Regions from separate parts of the Mus musculus genome. Here regions 1 and 3 are each linked to region 2. The links are chromatin contacts, called in public Hi-C and promoter capture Hi-C maps. All regions are on one chromosome and are shown on one strand. Each heading gives the region's core, a stretch centred on a gene start, on an enhancer-like site or on the middle of the called end of the contact. The rest is flanking DNA. Distances are from core to core; before and after follow the strand shown. Region 1 holds the start of Slc18a1 (solute carrier family 18 (vesicular monoamine), member 1). Region 2 holds the start of Hmgxb4 (HMG box domain containing 4). Region 3 holds the start of Ints10 (integrator complex subunit 10).

Region 1 (4,548 bases), core at 1,868-4,367, 5.9 Mb after region 2:
CCTTCTGTTTGTCTCACTAAAGTTTTGTGCTCTTTCCTTTAATTACATAGTTGCTACTATATGGTCCTGAAACACTTCTAACTGGTAACAGTGTAACTTAAAATACCTAGATCACACAGTTCCTAGCATTTGTACTAGAAATTAATGCAAAAGACTGTGAATAAGAAGGTCAGCCCTTTCCATGTCAATGAAAGTTCTCAAAATGAAAACCTAGCAGGGAAAACATCACACACCACCTTTTAACTCTCAACTCTATCTGTTTATCCTTCCTTAAGATAACCACAGGTAGTTAGAAAGAGATACCAGTTCAGAGTATGGCATCCAAAAACATCCATCAAACAGCAAAGCCACTGACAAATTATTACCCTTATGGCAACGGCAGACACTTGCTTACATTACACAAACAATTTATGGAGTAGCACTTAGAAACCATGATTTACTTAGAAGCTGAAAAACAGGATAGCTACAATACTGCATAGCAAGTTCCAATCCTGCCAGGGATACTGAGTAAAACAAACAAGCTGGGCATGAGAGTAATGACTTTAAACCCAGCACTCTGGAGGCAGAGGCAGAGGCAGGCAGGGCTCTGTGAGTTCCAGGCCTGCCAGGGCTATATAGCCGTTCTCAAATACACAAAACAAAACAAAAAACAACTTGCTCAATAATAAAAAAAAAAAACAAAAACACCCAAAAACAAAACCCCAGGAATTACGGAGATTTTAAAGAGCACTAGGCAGTGGTGGTGCACACCTTTGTACCCAGCGCTTGGAAGGCACAGGCAGGCAGATTGAGGCCAGCATGGTCTACAGAGTGAGCTGCAAGACAGCCAGAGCTACACAGAGAAACCTGTCTCAAATCATATTCATTCATATAGATGTATGTGTATATATATATATATACACACACACACATACACGCACATAGATATATGTACATATACAAATACATACACATACACATATATGTGTATGTGTATGTATATGTATATGTAGGGGGGGATGGAGTCTGTGAGCACACATAATCTATCAGATGATTAGTTCTTCCTTCTGCAGGGAAAGAGGTTGTTCAACACTAACACCATTAAGGATTGCGACATTGTTAAAGCAAAAACCATTGCACAATAAACCCTAGCTCTTTAGGCACCACCTTCATAGCAAAACAAATGCTAAGAAAGCCATTCCTTCAATTGTGCAAGACCAGAGAACTAACCTGAACATGCTCTAGAAGTAAAGCAAGGAAAGTCACTTGTGGTTTTTGCTAGGGATCTGCTTTGTGACATAAGAAACTTAAGGTTAGCTTGGCTGGGTCAAGAAAAGTGAACCCAACCAAGCTCATAGTATTTTGCTCTAATAGCTTTGAAGATATTGTTGATCTTCCTTAACGTTTAAAAGGGCAAAGTTTTTTTTTTACCTTGTGATGTCAGAAAGTCAAATGATGTGCTCCAGATTAGTTACTAATTTCCAGCCTGAATATTTTACTTTCCGTTTCTTTTTAACAGCCTGAGTAATTTCTTATATTATGTACATATAATATCTAGAATTTTTAATAATCCTGAAGTTGTTTTAAAACAGGATCTGATTTTCACAGGGCAACTGCCAAAATTACTCCAAAGAGTGTGTATCAATTAATTATAATTATTTTGATAGTATCATCAAACTTTAATAATAAAAAATTGAGTTAATATTTAAATTTGACTAAAAATGTGGCAAAAATAGTAAAAGATGATATTTAAATGCAGTATACCAACTCCCTTTTAAAAACCCTATCCATATTAAAAAAAAAATACACGCTTAACTATTAGGACAAATTGAATTCCAAGTTATAGGATTTACAGAGCACTTCCTAAGTCAGACACTGTGAACTTGGGGATACAAAGATGCAACTTTTAGAGACAGCTTAGTCAGCAGAATCCTCCTATGAACAAACTCTTCAAATATTGGCCAAGCACATGGATATGGTGGAGAAACACTACTCATCCCTGAAGGGCTTAAGACCTTCGCCATGGAGTAGTCGACACTCCCTGAATTGGCTCTGAATGACTTGTTATATGGAAAGAGACTACTATAACCTTGTAACATTTTTCCCTTAGAAGCCACACCAGTGTCTATGTGCTCTGCTCAGAGCAAAGCATACATATCAAATGCAATTCTAGAGATTCTGTAATTCTCAGGTATAAATCTGTCAGTTTTCCCGACGTTTCCTTGGGCTCACATGAACCCCTAACAGGCATTCTCTAATTTTAACAATTATTCTAAAAAAATGCTTAAAAGGCACACCTCAGCAATCCACTCTCCAATGTGTGTGTGTGTGTGTTTTTTTTTTCCCTTCCCCTCGCTGCAGTGTTATCACATGACCCACTGACAGCTCAGGACAGGATTAGTCAGGCTGGAGGGCGCCTAGCTAAAACCCTTCAGCTGAAACGCTTTTAACCAATGAGCCACCCACAGAGCCAAGCTGCCAATTAACCTGTGCAAATGGAACCTTATTTTCAGGAAAACAACAGATACTTAAAAAAGAGGAAAAAAAAAAGTCTTCTTTCAAAGCTCTCTGCCTGGCTTTAAGGGAGCCGTGAAGAGGTTTGATTCTATACAACCGAAAGCTTCAGCCAACAAGAGCCATTTGGGAATGACTGGCTTGTCTAAACATGGCTTATTGAGGTCTTTTATGATCACTACACTTAAGCCTATGAACATAACAGTGGAAAGCAACCTTCCATTTAACTGCGTTTGGTTAGCTGGTCAGTAAACGAATAAACAACAGAAGACCAAGCAAAGGATTAAGAAACTCGATTTTTGGTTCCTCTTTTCCCAATAATTAGATGTCTGAAGCCAGGCATGGCTTCTCCTTTCCAGAACCTTAGGCGTCTCGCCTGTAAAACGAGAGGGTGGGACTGCACGACTAGGGTATTTTTCAGCTCTAAGGTTCTCCGGTATCTAGGTGTCCTCCAGTGAAGCGGTTCCCTACAGAATAAGCCACATCTCCCTCTAGCCGCGGGGCCTGCCCACATCAGCGATGACATTACACCTTCTGCACGGTCCACCTGCCCAGAGGTCCACGGGGCAAAGGGGGACGGAGTAGGCGTTCCCTCGACCCGAAGACATTTAAATGAGGCCAGGAGCAGATGAAGACAGTGACAAGAAGTGGCCCTCAGAGACAGACCAGTGTCTGACAATACCCAGAGAACTCGGAGCGGGTAGGGCAATCATCAGGAGCCCACTTAGCCCATGGGAAGGTTCCAGTCGGTGCTCTCACGCTCGGCCCACCGAAGTCACGGAAAAGCTCACGCAAAGCTGGAGAGGTGCTTGTGAACTGAGCGATGGGGGAAATGAATCCCATTCCCTCCCCGCTGGCTGAACAGGTGAGAGCACAAGCCAAGGGCTTGGTGGACACGCTCACTTTCCCGTACTCACTGAGACGAGGCTGGGATAGGTAGTTCCGGCTCACCGCCAGCGCCTGCTCCCGAGCTCCGGCCATCGGCCCACCGGTGGGCACGGGCAGTTCGGGTGCGGCCCCGTTCACGATTCCCCGCATCGCTCGCAACGCCATCTTGTCTCCTCCGTCCCGACTGGCCCCGCAGCAGCGCGGCGCAGGCGCACATATAGCAGGGAGGCCCGTGCGGCCGGCCCCACCCATGCGCGCTTCGAAGCTGCGGCAGAGGCCCCGCCCTCTCGGCGGCGCCCCGCCCCCAGACTCGTGACTGGAGCTCTGCGGGGGCGGTGCAGGGTGCGCGCGCATGCTAGGCGCATAGGGAGCTGACCAGAGTGCTGGGAGCGCGGATCTGAGGCTGGGAGCGGGAAAAGAGAAGCGAAAGGGGCCAGAGGGCAAAATTGACACAAGAGAGAGGATTCACGAGAAAAAGAAAGATTCATTGGAATGTAGGGAAGGAAGAGATAGGAAAACGTGCATAAGAAAATACAGACAACTGAGGTTCATAATCAAGCTGTGGAAAACACCTTGGAAAGCAGAAGATAGAAAACCTAGTCCCATGATTGGTAACTTTGTGTCGAAATTTATTTCAGTTTATCCTACTACCAAGTTCTTTTTTTTTCGTGGATCTTTTCGAACAGACTTGGCTTTCTTGCATATCCGAAGAGTATATGGTGTGGAAGACCACCTTAGGAACAGATTGGAAAACCAGTTAAGAGGTTAGAACGCACAAAGGGTTCTAGTTTCTTTTCTTTGGCTGTGATAAAATTAGCTAGCGGTTGGCTTGGTGTGATGGCGCAAGCCTTTAAACGCAGCACTCAGGAGGCAGAGGCAGGAAGGTCTGAGTTCCAGGGCAGCCAGAGCTACATAGTGAAACTATGTTTCAAAACAAAAAAAACAAAAAGAAAAACCAGCCTGTGAGAAACGAACAACACAGTAAATTGATTGTTGTTCTCTTTACAATATAAGAACAGAAGAGGAAAACAAGAACTTTGCTATGACGGAGCAACATACTGAAAAACTTCTTTGTGTTAGTTCCCCATAGATTTGTTGATAAATACACAAGAGGATGTCTAGACTGGCCTTCGGTAAGGTTTATAACTTATCAGTTTGGGAAGCATG
Region 2 (4,511 bases), core at 556-3,055:
AATTCTATGCTGTCAACTTCTTGGGGCAGGATAATCTTACAGTTAGTGTTTGTCTTAGTGTGCAAAAACATGACAGCATAGAAAAGCTCATTCATTGTTTAATACTGTTTATGCCATTATAGATAGCGAATGCTTAGAAAACGTGAACACCGTGGCTCGGCTCTTCCAAGGCTTTTCTTCAGGGTATAAGAAAGGAGAAGCAGGCTGTTAATTCCACTTGAAAATAAAACTTCAGCACAGGCTTTTGGGATAACAAGTAATTATGAAAAAAGTTAAAATCTTCAAAGGTAGAATTTTGTTATTTTGGAAATTCAAAGCGTTAACTATAAAAAAAGTTTCAGAAACTAAGTTTTTGGAGGTAATCTCAGTTCCAGCAATCGCTAATCGTTATCATCATCCCAGAACAGATCGGAGAATTGAAAAAGAAAGAAAATCCACCCAGTAAACTGGGCAAGGAAGGTCTGTCTCCTCCAGACGGGAGTTTCCTCCAAGGCTGTTTTTAGGAACTTAGATTGCCAGTCCATGCAGTCAAAGGAAGAAACACATCCAGCTGTTGGCAGATTCTGATATTTTGTTGCTACTTCTAGGATAGCACAGGTGAATTCTTACTTCAGTGGGTTTCCTTCCTTCTTGGATCTGTTGGAGTTCTTGCCACACCCTTTTCCAAGGACCCACCTATGCAGCACTCCAGCCCCTGCCAGCTTCGCAACTTGCAGAGATCTCCATAGCCAGAAAGGCGCACTGAATCTTCTCACTGCAATGCTAACTGGAACCACGACCACTGCACAGATTGGCTGATAACATACTCGGTTCCACGAGTTCAGCGATCCAAATTTTGACAAGCCATAATCAACAGGCTTTACTTTGGATGCAGTTTTTAAAAATGTATTTTGCTACGAGGGTATAGAATCAGCCAGTACTGGAAACAAGGGTGGGGTGGGTGGGTGGTAGACATATCTTGTCTGCTATATGATATAAACTAAAGTGAACCTACAAGTAGTGGTTGTGGAGGGGGAAATGGGCCTGTATGGAGATGACTCCAATTAAGAAGGCATGTTCAAACTGAGTCGCACGCAAAGAACACACACAATACGAGATCGTTTATCCATACAGTCCCCAAGACCACCGTTCCCGGGGTCCCCGCTGTGATAACCTCGGCAGGTCTGCTGCAACCGCTAGTTCAACAAAGCTCTGCGCAGCGCAGGAAGCTCCGGGCATCCTCTCCCGCTCGCCGCTCACCGCGCGCCCAGCCCTCCCGCCCGCCGGCCCGGGACCTCTCTTCCTGACAGCCCCAGGTAGCCCGCGCCCCGGCTCCCATGCCGCGCTCCGCCCGACCCGTGTTCCCACGTCCCGTCGGCCTCCGGCGCCCCGGAGCGCCCAGACAGCGGCGCAGGGGGAGGGGCGGCGCGGGCCGCGGGTCCCTGGGGCGGCCGCACGCCCCCTCCCGGCCCCGCAGCTTTCCCGCCTTCCCCGTTTGAACAGCTCCCGCCGCCTTCCTCCTGCGGCCCGCTCGAGCCCCTTCCCCGGGGCGGCTGCAGCCGCTACTCCAGTTCCCGGCTTGGCCCCCGAGCTAGGCCGCGGCGGGCCTGAAGCGCCTCCCGGACGGTGTCGGGGGGCCGGAGCGGTGGGCGGAGGCCGGGCGGGGCCGTTGCCGCCCCGGGGTGGGGGTCCGGACGGGTCTGGTGGGGGCTCCGCTCGCCGCTACCTTCACTCGGCTCGCTCGGATCCCGCCTCAGCGCCGCCGACGGCCGCCATCTTGGAGAAGGAGAGAAAAGCGCGAGCAACAAGGGCGCCTCAGTCGAGCCCAGAGCGCAGACTCCTACTGCAGCGGGGCTACCGCGCCGGCGAAAGAGCGTCGAGCGCATCGAATAAACCTGCTTGTTGAGCGCGGTCGCGGTACCGTTTGAGAATACACTCCTCCGTTGCAGGTTTAGTCTAGAAATCTCTTCTCGGTCTAAACAAATAATTTCAAAAGTCTCCTGTTTATTCTTCAATAAAAATATCTTTCTGTAAAGAAATTGCGAATAAAAAATATCAGGCAATTAGATTAATGTAGCCAAACACCTGCCCCAACCCAAAGTCTTTACAGCTCCGTAAACTTCTATGCAATTAGAACAGTCGTTCTGAAGCAATGGAGCTTGGCTTTGGATTTTATACGTTCACTGTCAGTTACAATTTTATGTACTTATCTACCACGTGCTTATACAAACCTCGAAAATTTCATGACAGACTTAAAATTAGACAATTAGCTTTGTATTCTCTTTTAGGAACTCATGGGTCCTTCTCCGCAATCTCGGTCCTTTCTGGTCACCTAATAGTAGCCCTTCTTGTTCTCCTTTTACCCCTAAATCTTTTGTATTTAAGACAGAATGTTATGCTGTTTATTTCAAGACAATCTGTTCTTTGCCGGACTCAGAGCGATAAGGGTTAATAGCCGTATTTATTTGTAATTTAGCATTTACATCTGGAGAGTAGCCCAGGTGAAGTGGAAGACCATACACTTGTAAGACAAGCTGTTTTCTCACCAAATTATTACACCGCTCACACCAATTTTTGTTTAAGTGTTAAGAGGACTGGTGAATTGGTTCAGTGGGTTAAAATATTTTACACCAAATCTCTGGGTATGTGTTTGACACCGGAAATTTACATGGTGGAAAGAGAGAACTGATTCATGCAAGTTTGACTGCCACAGGAATGTCCCCTAAAAACACACAAAATGGAAATAAATAAGTTACTCTTTCTCTAAGAAACAGGAGAAAACAGTTTCTTCTGATTTATTGAGGAGAACTCAATAAATCAATAGCATTTACAATTTCCAGAGCCTGGTTTAATATAAAGACTCTGTTTTTGTAGCATAGTGTAAGTATATAATAGCCTTCTGTGTGAACAGTGCTCACTCCATCAGGGCAACCAGAAGCTGGTGCCCTCCTCACTGAAAAGACCCAGCCTTCATCTGCTCTAGGGAGGAATTTCTCTTCTGTTTTGCTTTGTCAAAGTCACAGGAGGTAGGCAGTTTTGGCGGGAGGGATGGGTGGAGGAAGCAGCCCTGGCTGTCCTGGAACTCATTATGTAGACAAGGCTTGCCTGAAATTCACAGAAATCCTCCTGCTTCTGCCTCCTGAACACTGAGATTAAAATCATGCACTACTATTAATTCTTATATATAAATATAATTAGATCATGTTCCCTCTTTTCAACCCTTTCCATTTATTTCTCTCAAATTCATGGCCTCTATTTCTTTAACTGTTGGTGTGTGTGCACATGCTCATAGAAGCCAAAGGAATACACCAGATTTCCTGGAGATGGACTATAGACAGTCATGAACTGTACAGTGTGAATGCTGGGAACTGAACTCAGGTCCTTTGGAAGAGTAGTATTCTCTTAACCTGCAGCCATCTCTTCAGCTCCTCAGCCTGTTCTTGACCACAGTACTATCATTCTTGGATCACTGAACATACACTCGTTCATTTATTCGCTGAAACAGTCCTTATGGAAAGCACAGGGTATAGCAGGCACTGGGCAAGGTGCTGGGCACTAACAAGAGAACAAAGTCAAGGGTACTTGAGCCTCAGCAGCTGATACTCTGGCTGGGAGGGCAGCAGAAAATAATAAAGCCATGTTGTAGTGAGTGGTGGTGTGTTGGTTGGGGAAGAGCAGTACAGATGCAGGTAAGGGTGGAAAGGCCTGCTCTTTAAAACATGACTCCGGTGCTTCTTGTGATGAGGTGCCTGCTGGCACTTGCTTTGCTGGAAGGGGAATCGGTGGTGGAGTCCAGAAGGCCGAGGCACTCTGAACAAGCTCCTCCTCAGAAGCATGTGGGTGAAGCTTCTCTGCTGTGAGCATCCTAGCATGGCTCTGTGGAATTTGGCAACAGAAGGTGGGAGATGAGCGCTGACCTCACAGAGTCCTCCTTCGGCTTCATGGGACGTAAAGAATACATTCACCATATTGATTGTAGTTGTTGGTTGGGTTGACATAAATCAAGACTCCACCAAACCTAATACTTTAATACATGACAATTTGAGATATTTCAGTTGTTCATCAATAAAGGTATCAAAATATCATAGAGAGACACAAATCCAATTTCTAGGAATGAAAGCTATAATAATGCCTGGGATACCTGGATAAAATAAGCAGCCAATAAGATACCAAAGAGGAGATCTCCTTAAGACCCTGCAAAGACACCACCTAAATGAAATGTACAGAGGAAAAGCCCCAGATGAGGCTTCAATGACTATGGGATAACCTTGAACTTAAGATAAAAGCAATCTGAGAAGCTGAGAAAGGAGAATGAATTTTTATTTGATTATTATCGTTATTGTTGTTATTAAAACTAGAGAGCTACAGTGGTTATGAACGTGGGCTGCTCTTCCAGAGGGCATGAGTTTAGCTCCTAACACCACCCTTAGCTCACAATATGTGTAATTTTGGTTCCTGGGGGAGGGAGGATCCAGTTCCCTCTTCTGGCCTCTGAAGACGCTGCACTCAGGTGGTATGAAAATCTGTATGCA
Region 3 (4,382 bases), core at 1,713-4,212, 6.2 Mb after region 2:
ACTGAGATGCCTGTGGCAGACGCACTATTCCAGAAGTGGCCATTTATAATTAGACCGGAACTGTACTCACTCCGTAAGAACTGGGTCTGCTTATCTTGTGAGTCGTTCCTCAATGCTGACGTGATGATGCTGATTTCTCTCCATACCACCGGCTGGTCCGGGAAATTCACAAACCTGTTTTTAAAATGAATGCATTAAAGTAAGATGTGAAACTCAAACAAGGAAGAACAATAGCATTTAGAGAAACCCATTTTTCTTTAGGTGAATGATTACATATGTCTGAACAAAGGATAGAAATACACAAAAATAATCTATCAGTTTGAAAAATTTGAGAGTACTCATAAAAATCTTTAGACATTGTTGTGAATGAGGGGCTGGAGATGTAGCTCAGTTAGACTGATTGCTTATCATGCACAAAGCCCTGGGTTCCAATCCTGTATTCTACAGCACAGGTGTGGCGGTGAATGCCAGTAGTCACAGTGTTTGAGACATAAAGGCATGAGATCAGAGGTTCAAGGTCATCCTCAGATACTTTTTTTTTGGGGGGGGGGGAGCGGCTCTTTTCTTTCTTTCTTTCTTTCTTTCTTTCTTTCTTTCTTTCTTTCTTTCTTTCTTTCTTTCTTTCTTTCTTTCTTTCTTTCTTTTCTCGAGACAGGGTTTCTCTGTGTAGCCCTGGCTATCCTGGAACTCACTCTGTAGACCAGGCTGGCCTCGAACTCAGAAATCCACCTCCCTCTGCCTCCCAAGTGCTGGGATTAAAGGTGTGCGCCACCACTTCCTGGCCTCAGATACTTTAATAAATCTGAACCCACAGCAATCTAGAGGACACAAAAGACGTGGTCTCAGAAAGAGAAAACAAAAGCAAGCCAAGAGCCTTCATGCATTCACCCGTTTACACTGTGACCAGTCAGCTCCAGCTCCTGTTGCTATGCCTTCCCCACCAGGATGGACTGTATCCTTAAAACCTGAGTCAGGACACACCCTTCCTTTCTGAGCTGCTTTCTATCAGTCACAGCAACAGAAAAAAATAACACTCTATTAAAAACAACAAGAAAAACAAGAACAAAACTCACAAAGGTAAACCACAGGCCAGAAATAACCAAAGAGAACAGTCGCAGCGACACTCGTATGAGGGGCACCAGCAGTATAGTAGCCGGGCGGTGGTGGCGCACGCCTTTAATCCCAGCACTCGGGAGGCAGAGGCAGGCGGATTTCTGAGTTCGAGGCCAGCCTGGTCTACAGAGTGAGTTCCAGGACAGCCAGGGCTATACAGAGAAACCCTGTCTCGGGGGAAAAAAAGAAACAATGATATAGTAAGATATCATTTTCCCCATGATACAGGTGGGGTGTGGCGGCATAGCCTCTGTCCCAGCTAAGAAAAGAGGAACAAGTGGGTCTGAGTTCAACACTACCCTGCCCAATAAAGTGAGGTTCCTCTGTCTCATGAGGAAGAAAAGGAAAAACAGGGGTGGTGGTGGTGGAGGAGATGAACATATACAGGTTGGCAAAAATGTGGAAAACTGCCAATTCATATATATACACATATAAATATATATGTATATATATATATATATATATATATATATATATATATATATACATACATATATATAATTTGTGGAAACAGATATTTAGGCTATCCTTTTTAAAGAGTAATTTGATAGATGATGAATTGTACATATCCCTTAGCTACAAAACATCAAAATATGGGTGCAGAATTACTCACTGACATTCCAAACATAAATAAATTGGAAATTAACCATGCACCCAGAAAATGATACATGGCCATTAAGAACATCAGTTGTCTCTATAGACTAGACCCAGAGGGTCCACAACAGCGGGTTATGAAAGTACACTTCAGGGTAGAATGGCCTCGCTTTTATCAGCTACCCAGTGTATGTATGTATACATATGGAGACACACAAAACTTAGCTCTGGGTTAGAAGGGATTTCACATTTCATTCTATCAATTGCTGTCTGAATGTTTGTAATGAGCCTATGATAAATCACTGGCTACAAATTTGGGGATTAAAATACAAGAATTAAAAAGTCGTCTCTGTAGAACGCCTGTTGGCAATTAAGGCCTGAATTCTGGGTACCAGGGAAGAGGATGATCTTGCAGAGCCCCGACTGCTACTATCAATTGTTCATATCTGAAGAGGACCCCTTCAGATATCAACAATAGCTCCCAGAACGATCCCAGTTAACTCACATGTCATACAGCAACCTCCCTGCGGTGGCAGTCCTCTCGGCATTCCGTTCGATGGTGTACATTTCATACTGAAACAAGGCAGACAGGGTCAACGGCTTCCACGGTGGTAGCTGGTCCAGCTCCAGCCCACCTGCAGCACTGCTCAGAGGTGGGCCTTCACCCAGAACACCCACGAAGGGAAATGAGAGCCTGGTGGCCCAGAATTCACCCCATCTGCAGGGCTTCTAGGATCAAGTGGAGTAGAAACGTCCCCAAAGAAGCAGCAACTGAACAGATGGCTGCTACCATGATCAATGAATGAATGCCCTGGGCCCTAGTGGCAAAGATGCACTGTACAGGATCAACCAGACCCGGATTTACTGTATGGTTTCCGCCTTTGCAGGTGCTGGGGAAAAGGTTGGTCAACTGTCCTGTGGAGCAGGGTAGGAGCAACGTGGGGAGGGGGACAGCGGCCGCGCAAAGCGCCCAGGGCCACTGGGCTCGGCCAAACGCTCTCTTCCGCGCGTGCGGACGCGCCGGGTCTGACTCACCTGGATGTTGAAGTCGGCCGGGTAGAGGCTGCGGGCCGTGATCAGCCATGCCTTGGCTGCCCACAGGTCCTGGGGCACTAGTTCCCGGGCTCGCTGCACCAGAAACTCACAGTCGCCCTGGGCCGACATGGTCCCGGGTTTTTGCCCTTCCAGTAGGCGACACTAGGGCGCCGCCAACCCCCAGGTGGCCACTGCGCATGCCCAGAGACCAGCCAACCACAGGCCGCAGAGGTTCTGTAGAGTCCTATGGAAACTACGGAGACCTGGATTTTCATTACTCGGATTGCCATCCGTCGATGGTAGCGCGCCGCTGACCGCCTGGGAGTAAGCGTCAGAGTCGGCAACCCTGTGCTCCAGGTTCTTGCGTTCTCCTTTGATTCCAGCCCGGGTTTGAAGGTCCGCGACACGCTCAGACACGGAGCGGCGGTCCTTCGGTGTAAATAAACCTGGTGCCCAGGGTTAAGGTGTAGTTTCGAAGTGTCGCGGAGGGCTGGGCCTGGACTGTGCAAGACGACCCCACCCTCGCATGCGGAAAGACCCTGGATCGCCTGTTGCTTTTGAGCTTTGCCAACATCTTTGCCCCTGCCCCAGGCATTATTTCGCCTGAATCTTATTCTTTTTCTCCTATACGGAAAAATTAGCATTTAGAAGATGCTCGGCTGGATGTCCGAACCACCTGCTCTGCAAGAGTTAAAAAAAAAAACAAAAACAAAAACAAAAAAAAACAAAAAAACAAAAAAAAAACAAAAAAACTTTGATCATTTGAACAATGGAAAATAGCTGCAGTATAAATCGGTACCGAAATCCTGGCTTTGGTTTTGCATTTGAACAACCACAATAACAAAACAGTCCCCCTGTTCTGTTGACAAGGCAATATTCATTTATTGAATTGGAAGTGTCCGGAAAGTGAATTGCTAGCTTTGGTTTTCCGTCTAAGTGCATGTATATATATATATTTCTTATAGGTGTTTGTATATAGTTCCTATCAACTGTAGCCATCATTTGCCACTTAAAACCAGGACATCGAAGAATTCAGAGCTGGTTTTCTTTTCTTTTTTCCTTTGAGACATTCGGTCATGGCCCAAGCTGACCTTAAACTTGGCAAGTATACGAGGATGATCTTAAACTCCTGATTCCTGACTTCCATCTCCAAAGTGCTGGAATTAAGGACATGTGCCTGTTCTGATTAATTTTTTTTTCTTTAACAAAGAAATTAGGAATTTACTTATTTAAGTAAAAAATACAGATATTAAAAATAAATATGAATATAAACATTACAATAGTGAATTGCAGTTCTTGGATGAAGCTTTGTTTATGTCAAAGATTATTTGTGAAGAGAAGGGACATAGGCTACGAAACAAAACTATTTGGGGCAATAAACATCTACATCATCTCTGATATCTGACCTAACTGTCTTCTTCCAGATAAGCTTTTTAGGAGGGATCTTTAAGCCTGGAAGACTTGAAGCTCCAGTAACCTTCAAGTTAAGAATGAAATAATACCTGGTCTTTATGGAAGAGGTTTCCCAACCTTTCTCTAGCCCAGCTACCCGATGTCTATGCTGGCAAATGCATTGATCTGTTGCTCTCTTTTGTTCTGTGATCCTAGAAGCTCAGGTGGCTTCCCTACCGTGAACATAT

Evidence for each region. Promoter capture Hi-C pulls out the DNA fragments that hold promoters and counts their contacts. Hi-C and Micro-C count contacts between places; a contact is called where the count stands out from the background.
Region 1: a promoter capture Hi-C map of pre-B cells shows a contact between it and region 2. The contact joins the promoter of Slc18a1 here to the promoter of Hmgxb4 in region 2. A contact is called at or near these places in 1 of 39 promoter capture datasets (pre-B cells) and 1 of 484 Hi-C or Micro-C datasets (CD4 T cells).
Region 3: a Hi-C map of rod photoreceptor shows a contact between it and region 2, with 8 times the contacts expected there. The contact joins the promoter of Ints10 here to the promoter of Hmgxb4 in region 2. A contact is called at or near these places in 2 of 484 Hi-C or Micro-C datasets (CD4 T cells and rod photoreceptor).

What each region holds. Positions count from the first base shown.
Region 1 is chr8:69,087,791-69,092,338 of GRCm38.p6, reverse strand. Slc18a1 (solute carrier family 18 (vesicular monoamine), member 1) reads left to right here and starts at 3,117. Exons shown (of 17, transcript NM_153054.2): 1 at 3,117-3,358. It overlaps Atp6v1b2 (ATPase, H+ transporting, lysosomal V1 subunit B2), which reads right to left and starts at 3,603. Exons shown (of 14, transcript NM_007509.3): 1 at 3,411-3,603. The coding sequence starts at 3,546.
Region 2 is chr8:74,990,944-74,995,454 of GRCm38.p6, reverse strand. Hmgxb4 (HMG box domain containing 4) reads right to left here and starts at 1,805. Exons shown (of 11, transcript NM_178017.2): 1 at 1,706-1,805.
Region 3 is chr8:68,792,509-68,796,890 of GRCm38.p6, reverse strand. It overlaps Ints10 (integrator complex subunit 10), which reads right to left and starts at 2,962. Exons shown (of 17, transcript NM_027590.4): 1 at 2,743-2,962; 2 at 2,213-2,280; 3 at 71-174. The coding sequence starts at 2,871.